2 separate regions of the Mus musculus genome follow, and region 2 is linked to region 1. A link is a contact called in public HiCAR-type data. All regions are on one chromosome and are shown on one strand. The core of a region is the stretch at or near the end of the contact, and the rest is flanking DNA. Distances in the headings are between cores, read along the strand shown. Region 1 has its middle 50 kb from the start of Gm35374. Region 2 holds the start of Ptprtos (protein tyrosine phosphatase, receptor type T, opposite strand).

The links. HiCAR-type assays count read pairs that join an accessible place to other places.
Region 2: a HiCAR-type map of astrocytes shows a contact between it and region 1, with 5 times the contacts expected there. The contact joins the promoter of Ptprtos here to the enhancer-like site in region 1. A contact is called at or near these places in 8 of 39 promoter capture datasets (the 3T3-L1 cell line, the C10 cell line, cranial neural crest and 4 more), 2 of 115 datasets of contacts at active chromatin or transcription factors (astrocytes and embryonic stem cells) and 1 of 9 other capture datasets (embryonic stem cells).

What each region holds. Positions count from the first base shown.
Region 1 is chr2:161,339,493-161,343,201 of GRCm38.p6, reverse strand. No RefSeq gene overlaps it. Among named protein-coding and RNA genes, the nearest start is that of Gm35374, 50 kb to the left of the region's middle. Within about 2 kb of position 1,596, at least 113 of the 459 cell types and tissues checked have an H3K27ac peak or open chromatin away from gene starts, as enhancers often do. A contact at or near this core is called in astrocytes, hippocampal neurons and stem cell-derived epiblast-like cells, where this site is marked.
Region 2 is chr2:162,388,810-162,392,249 of GRCm38.p6, reverse strand. Ptprtos (protein tyrosine phosphatase, receptor type T, opposite strand) reads right to left here and starts at 1,437. Exons shown (of 3, transcript NR_040617.1): 1 at 1,412-1,437; 2 at 851-951. The region is part of intron 1 of Ptprt (protein tyrosine phosphatase, receptor type, T); the gene reads left to right.

The DNA.
Region 1 (3,709 bases), core at 347-2,846:
GAACAACCATGGAAAGCAGAGATCACTGAAGCACACTCTGGGAAATATGACATTGGGTGACACACTACGCTGCAAAGTCATAGAATGCACTTCTAAGAACCAAAGGCCATATTGGCTCATCTGCCGTATCCTATATGCTTGGAGCACTATGATGGACAGAATACAGATAGATTAAACCCAGCACAAGAGAACTGAAACTTCAGCCGAATGGTAATCACATGATGGGGGGGCGCTGCTGCTGGGTTAGGACACCACAGTGATGGCTGGTTTTAAATGTCAGTTCTCCACAACCAAAAATCATCAGAGCAGGGCACCTCAACTGAGGAGCTGTCTCTATCAGGTTGGCCCATGGGTGGGTGGGTCTGTTAGAGGTTATTATCTTGGGTTCCTGATATGGGAGGCCCCACCCCAAATGTAAGCAGCACTTCCTGGTGGCAGAAGGAAGGCTATTCACCCCCTCCCCTCACCCAGCTTAGCCTTCCTTCTCTCTTTCCCACTGAATTAATTTACCCTGATGATGGTTCAGACTGGTGGCTGAACCAGTGTTTCAAGGTGGCTCTCCAGGAAACCTCCTAGCTTTTATTGCAGGATCGGATCTACTGAGGCATCTGGCCTCATGGCCTGAGCAACTACTGGCTTCTAAGCCCTCTCAGTGTGAGACACCTGTTGTTGGACCCTTTCCACCATGAAACATAGCTGGTTTAATAAATCCTTTTTAAATGCACCGTTTTCACCCTCTCAGTTCTTGTCTTCTGGGGGACCCTAATATTTTACCGGACAACAAAGGCGAATATGATAGACAGCATGATACACAAGTGTAATTGAGCAACCCTGTCGTTATTATCATGATCAGGTGCTGCTCACACACCGCACTTACATGACTAGCGGTGCAGTAGACCTATTTATACTGGTGTCGCCATGAGCTTGTGTGTCCTGTGTTGTTTAGGATGTTACACCAGCCACACTGTCATGAGGTCATGGGAATCGTTCGACTCTATTATCCCCTTACAGGACCACAATTGCAAATACGGGCTGTCGTTGGGCCAAATGCCACTTCGGGGCACATGGCAGTCCTTAAAAACAGACTTGAGAGCTGACAAAGTGCTCAATCCTGCCACATGACGGCCCTGGCAAGAGCTACTCTTAACCTCTAAGCCTAACATATTCTGAGGTTAATTTTTCAGAGGTACCACGCGCAAATCCCCAAGTTTCCCTCTAACGCACGCCGTCTCTTACACTCGCTCTTTTTTTTTCCCACCAGCATGCCAATCTTGTTCCTAATTTAGCCCTTAGACTAAGCCAGGTTGTCAGTTTGCTATTCCCTAATCCCTTCTCACCATGGCAATTGAAACTGATGATTGCAACATTGCTGAGTTCCTTGTTCCGGGGCCTATTGTGCAGAGTGTAATCACCGCCCGCCGGCCCGCCCGCCGCAGACAGCTTGTGGAGCTGGCAGAACCAACATCAAACAAACAGCACCTCCTGCCTCTATCCAGGACCTGACTGCTTCAACAAGAACCCACTGGTCCTGCTGAGAGCAGACAGAGCTGGTCCCTGCCCACACGGTTGAATGTGGGGAAGGCCAACCCTGAAAGCTTATGCAAATAGGACTGAGGGTGGAGCCTAAAGTGGACTGGCCAAGGCAACAAGTGAGCCAAACAACAGGAAGAAGCAAGTGGAAGAGATACAGGAGGACCGGAGTCATACTAGCGGCAGTGAAGGCAGGAGGCCAGAGCATCATACTGAGCCAGGGCTTCTGGAATCCACTCAAGACGCTAAGTGTGGCAGGAGATGAAGCTGTAAGAGATGCTGGGGCCAGCCCTCAGAGAGCCTTGCCAGCCAAGCAAGAGAGCCTGAGTTGATTCCAGAGCTGATAGAATGTCGCCAAGGGACACTTTACAGGGAAGGGGGCAATTGCCCCAGTTCAGGAGGAGCTGAGAGAAAGGATTTAGGTCACCCACATGCAACTGGTGAGCCCGTCCAACGGTGCATAGAATTGGGATATTTGTTGGCAGGCCCCAGTTCCCACCTCTATACCTTTTTAATAGGCCACTTCTAGTCTTTGAGTTTAAGGGCCTCTGAACCAGACAAAGCAATCCATATAAAAGGGCTAGCCAGCATGCCATGTGGCTCCTAAAGCTGGGCTTTATACTCATATGCTTTGGTCTATTCTTAAGGGAACCATCGAGAGAGACATTGAAGATTAAACTCTCAGGCCTCCCAGCACAGGACAGACTTCCCCAGCAAAGTCCTGTTCCCTCTCCAGTCCTAGCATGGTGACCAGTGCACTATCCCATATGCAGAGCTCTCACCCGTGTATGCCTATCGATCCAATCAGTTTAGGGAGAGAGGGAATAGAGGGCAGAATTTAAGGATGGTAGAACAGACCCATGCCACTCCCAAACTCTGCCGCGTACCGGCCATGTATTCAGGAAAGTTGCTATGCTTCTTAGACTCAAGTTTGAAGTTACCAGTTCATTGTGATTTGCCTGAAACTTTCTGGGGTTTAGCACTGACAGTCCTGTGTCTCAGTAGACATTTCACACCTGGTCCGTTGGGAACTGACTGGTCACCATGCACGGGTTTGGTTACTTCATGTGTAAAAATCTGTGTCACCATATGCCTTGATGCCACCGTGAGGATTTCAGATTGGCGGAGTCTTCCACTGCATCAGAAACATAGCACATGGTTCAAAAATATGTTTATGCAAATTCCCCGATTTGTAATCTGTCGCTCAGGATTCCCCCTCCAGGGTGGGGATCAAAGCATCACTATAGTTCATCTGATTGGGGTGCAGCTCAGCTCGCCCGACCCATCTCAAGTGAGTTTTCTCTTGTTCCCCAACACTTCTACATAGGAAGCAGGCAGAAAGCGGGTGCTTACTTGACAGATGGAGAAACATCTGCCCAGGCCCTGTGGGCAAGGAAACTGTGACCCACGCTTCACCTGCCTCTAGAGGAGCAATGGATGATAGCACCATTAGACAGTAGCATTAACCAGGTGACATTTCACTGCTGGGGTGTCCTGTGCATCCCTATTAACTAAGTTGTTTCTTTTCTCCATAGAGTTACAGATTTGTTTCCTGAAGACAAGCTCAGATTTAAGCAGAAGTGACTTCATAAGAGGATAGTTAAGGCCAGCAGCTGGGTAACTGCCACCCTTACTTCTCCCATGGGGTCTGGATGTAGACTTAGTACACTTGTTTACCCCTCCTTAAAGCTGGAGCTTTGTGCCCCATTTAGTTATCGAGCTTTGGCCCAGATCCCAGGATAAAAGGGGGTGGGGTGACAGAAAAGTTTTATACAGACTTAGCAACCTGGCTTCCAGGTTGCTACCACTCAACTAGCCCTGGGTAACCTAAGGACTCAGCTGCAGAGCAACACTTGCACCCATGGCAACCGCCTCTAGGTCCACGGCACTCTCCCTTTCACTGGCCCACAGCACCCTGGAAACCACACCTCAGAGGAACTCGATCAATTCTTGTTAACACTCGCCCAAGACAAGCAGCTTTGAAAAAAGCTGTTTTAGGCAACAGGATCAGCCTTTTGCTGTCGTTCATTAAGGGCTTAGCAGCTCCGTATCGATTTCCTTGCAGCTGCCTCTAAACCTTAATTCCAGGAGCAGAAAAACAAGGCTTTGTCTGCGACATTTCCTGTCCAAGTGGCGGGTAACAACCATTCCTAGGACGCTGATTTCCCTGGTGGTGCTG
Region 2 (3,440 bases), core at 188-2,687, 1.0 Mb before region 1:
TGAGCTCTCTGGATCGGGGTGTATGGGTGAGTCTGGTCCACTCTGCAGATAGATGCAGGTTGCTTCACTGGACAGCCTGCCCTGGCATAGGGCAAAGCTGGGAAACCAACACAAAGCTTTTGTGTGCATTAGGATGCAGCTCACAGAGGACTTTCAAGCCAAGCCAACTACTGTCAGGGCAGGGACTCCCCAGCCCTTTCTTGTAGCCCTGCCAGGTTTGAGAACTCTTTCCAAGAGACTGAGTGATCTTTCTGCAGGGGCCTCTAAGCTGAACCATAAGCTCAGACTTCGTAATGGAAGCTCGGGTTTCCAAGCACATTGTGTAGTACAGCTGGCCTCCCAGAGAGGCCCTAAAATGGCAAAGGCGGTAATTCTGGGAGCCGTTTTCTCTTTCCTCTGACCATGAGACATTAACAAAGATATTAGCACAGCCATTTCACTCCAATGGCCAAAGTTTGGGTTGCCTCTTTTCCTTAATTGTATCTCTTTCCCCCCCGTTATCTCTCAGTTTATTAAGTCATGGGATTGCATATTTGTGAAGTAGGCCATTTAGGGAGGGCTAGGGGTTCAGATAATTAGAGAGGGAAAAGGTGCCCTAGGGCCATGTTTTCAAGGCTTCTGCCTCACACAAATTAGGTGGCTCTGTGTTTTTTATTATAATTTTTTTAACTTTATGTTAAGGTTTCAAATTTATACTAAGGAGGTTAAAAAGCACCTGTGATTATCACCTTGTGGTTGATCATTCACTCATACACAATCCATTTACCCCTTAGGTGTGTCATTAGGATTTCCCCCCATTATTGAGCAGATTGCCTCGTGGTATTGCGTAGGTAAGAAAACCTCTCCTTACCTTCAGCTCCTGTTCACCATGGATATGTTGGTGCCTTCCCGTCATTTTCACAGGCACAGAGAATCAGATGCAGGAAGGCAGGTGTTTTGTTATCCATTGGCCTTGTGGGAAATATTTAAAAATGAGAACAGGCACACATTCCTGAACTTGTGCATTTGCCCCAGCGGACTGGCTGGCCATGCACTGGTGGGCAATGACCAACCTGTTTTTATCTTGTGGAGACTCTGACTCAGAACTCCAAGATCTCTCTACCCAGCTCACTAAGTTTCCTCTGGTAGGTTGTTACCATGCCAAACCCATGCTTCAAATCTCCCACAGCCTTTGTGGCACACATCTGGCAAATCCACACTTTGTTGCTGTACCTTTCTCTTTTGAACTCAGACGAGCCGTCGTATGAAGGAAAATGCAACACAAACTTAGTTCAGAAACAATGGTAACTCAATCGCTGAGCACAACAACTAAAATCCTAATCTTGTAAGCCTTATTAAAATCTGATTCCTCCAATGGCGAATCATTGCAGATCTACCATGATACCAGGAAGCTCTAGCAGCTACATCTTACCCCTCTGCTGTCCCCATTCCAAAAGGGCCTAGCTCTCTCCTGCTTCCTCTCTTCCTCTGTCCAACCTGGAAGTCCTGCCTACTCACCAAGTGATTGACTCCTTTATTCATGAGGGGATTGGTTCACAAGAAGTCACCTGAATATGACTCACTCCTTGTCTACAACCCCTCCCAGCAGAGCAGAATTAGCATACAAACAGCACAGGACCCATCCACAACATTGGCTTTCACTTCTAGTGACCAGAAAGCATTTGTTAACTGTTTTTGTTACTGTGTGTGTATCAATGGTCCAGTCATTTTTATTGGGAAGTGTTTTTCCATTGTATAGAAGCACATGTGTTTGGTTCTTTAAAACTCATGTTCTAAGGAGTCAAGAATCATGGAGACCAAGAATCTTATCTTGGCGTGCTTAATGGACTCTGGCTTCTAAGAAAGGGGCGTTTTTGCATAGGTAACCTGTCATCCATGCTTTCTTGAAATGAGGCACTATGACCAGAATATAATGTAGAAGGAAATAAAATTGAAATGAGCAGGTTATGAAGTAGAAAATCACCATCCTGTGGCTTACACTTCTAGCAGATACTATGAATGAAGGCTCTGCCAAGGGTGAACCCATCACTCCCCTTTCCAAGAAAACAACGACAATGTTGTCTTGTGTTGGTTGTGAAATTTGTCAAGAATGTTTAGGACCCTTTGAAGAATGAAGATGGATGCAGCCATCTGCAAGAAAATAGAGCAAAAGAACAGTAGTCACATGTCTGTGCTAGTGGTATGTTAAAGGGACAATATACCTCCTTGCAATAGAATTGGTAAAATGGACTTGAACAATTACTATATGAATAACCCAATAACCTCAAAAAGTCACTCGATAAGATCCAGTTCTTACTGTGACTTAAAAGCCAGCCAGTAGACTAATATCCCTAGGGATCATGAGATGAGGTCTTGCCATGCTCAACAAATAATTCTCTAAACCTTGTTTTACAATTTGCCATAAACGGTACAGGGGCACCTTGATTAAAGCCACTGCTAGCATTGTCTGAGAGCCCCATAACTCACATGAAAAGATGTAAGGGATGTTATATATTAAATTGTATCTCCCAAAAGAATGCATGTTGAGGTACTAACTCTGCCAAAAGTCAGGTCACTGAGATGCACTCCAATCTAGTATGACAGGTGTCCCATGAGAAGGAAAAGGGTAGGTGCAGGGAGGGGAAAGATACTACGTGTATACATGAAGGAATGTCCTGCTAAGATAGAGTTGGGGATCATGGAGGCATATCTGTAAGCCAGGGAGTACCAAGAGCAGCAGCAAATCTCTTGGAGCTGAGAGCCCTAGAAGGACCCAGTACTGACCACCCATTCATTTCCAACTTTTGACCTCAGAACTGCTAGGCAAGACCTTTTGCTTAAGCCACTTGGCATGTGGTGCTTTTCTGTAGCAGCCATGGGGCACAGATACGACTTCTAACACTTCACTGACACTGTGTGTCAGACACTATTTTGAAACTCAGGCAGGGAGGTTTATCATGCTAGCCAAAAGCTGATAAACCAATAAGAGGTGGAACAGGGCTTTAATCGGATCAATCTGCTTTCTCAGCAATTATCTAACATCACTAGCTGTGTCATAGTCAGACCCATAAATATCACTTTTAAAAGTAAAACGCAGGAGCCGGAGAGATGCTTCAACAGTTAAGAGTACTTGCTGTCCTTTCAGAGGACCTGGGTTTAGTTCCCAGCACCTAGTTCTCAGCACAGTGGCTCACAACTGCCAGTAACTATAGTTCCAGGGAATTTAGTACCCTTTTCTGGCCTCCTCGAGTTCCTGTATGCATGTGGTACACACACTTATACTCATGCATACTCATGTAAAATAATAAATAATTTTTAAGTATAAAATACAGTTAGATTAATAGGTGCATCATCCTCTGTAGTTTTCCCTGGATGAATTGAATATTTAAATGTACCTATAGCTTAATAAGAGAACCAAAAGATGATACACATAAGTATTAATTTTTTTCTGTGGCACCAAA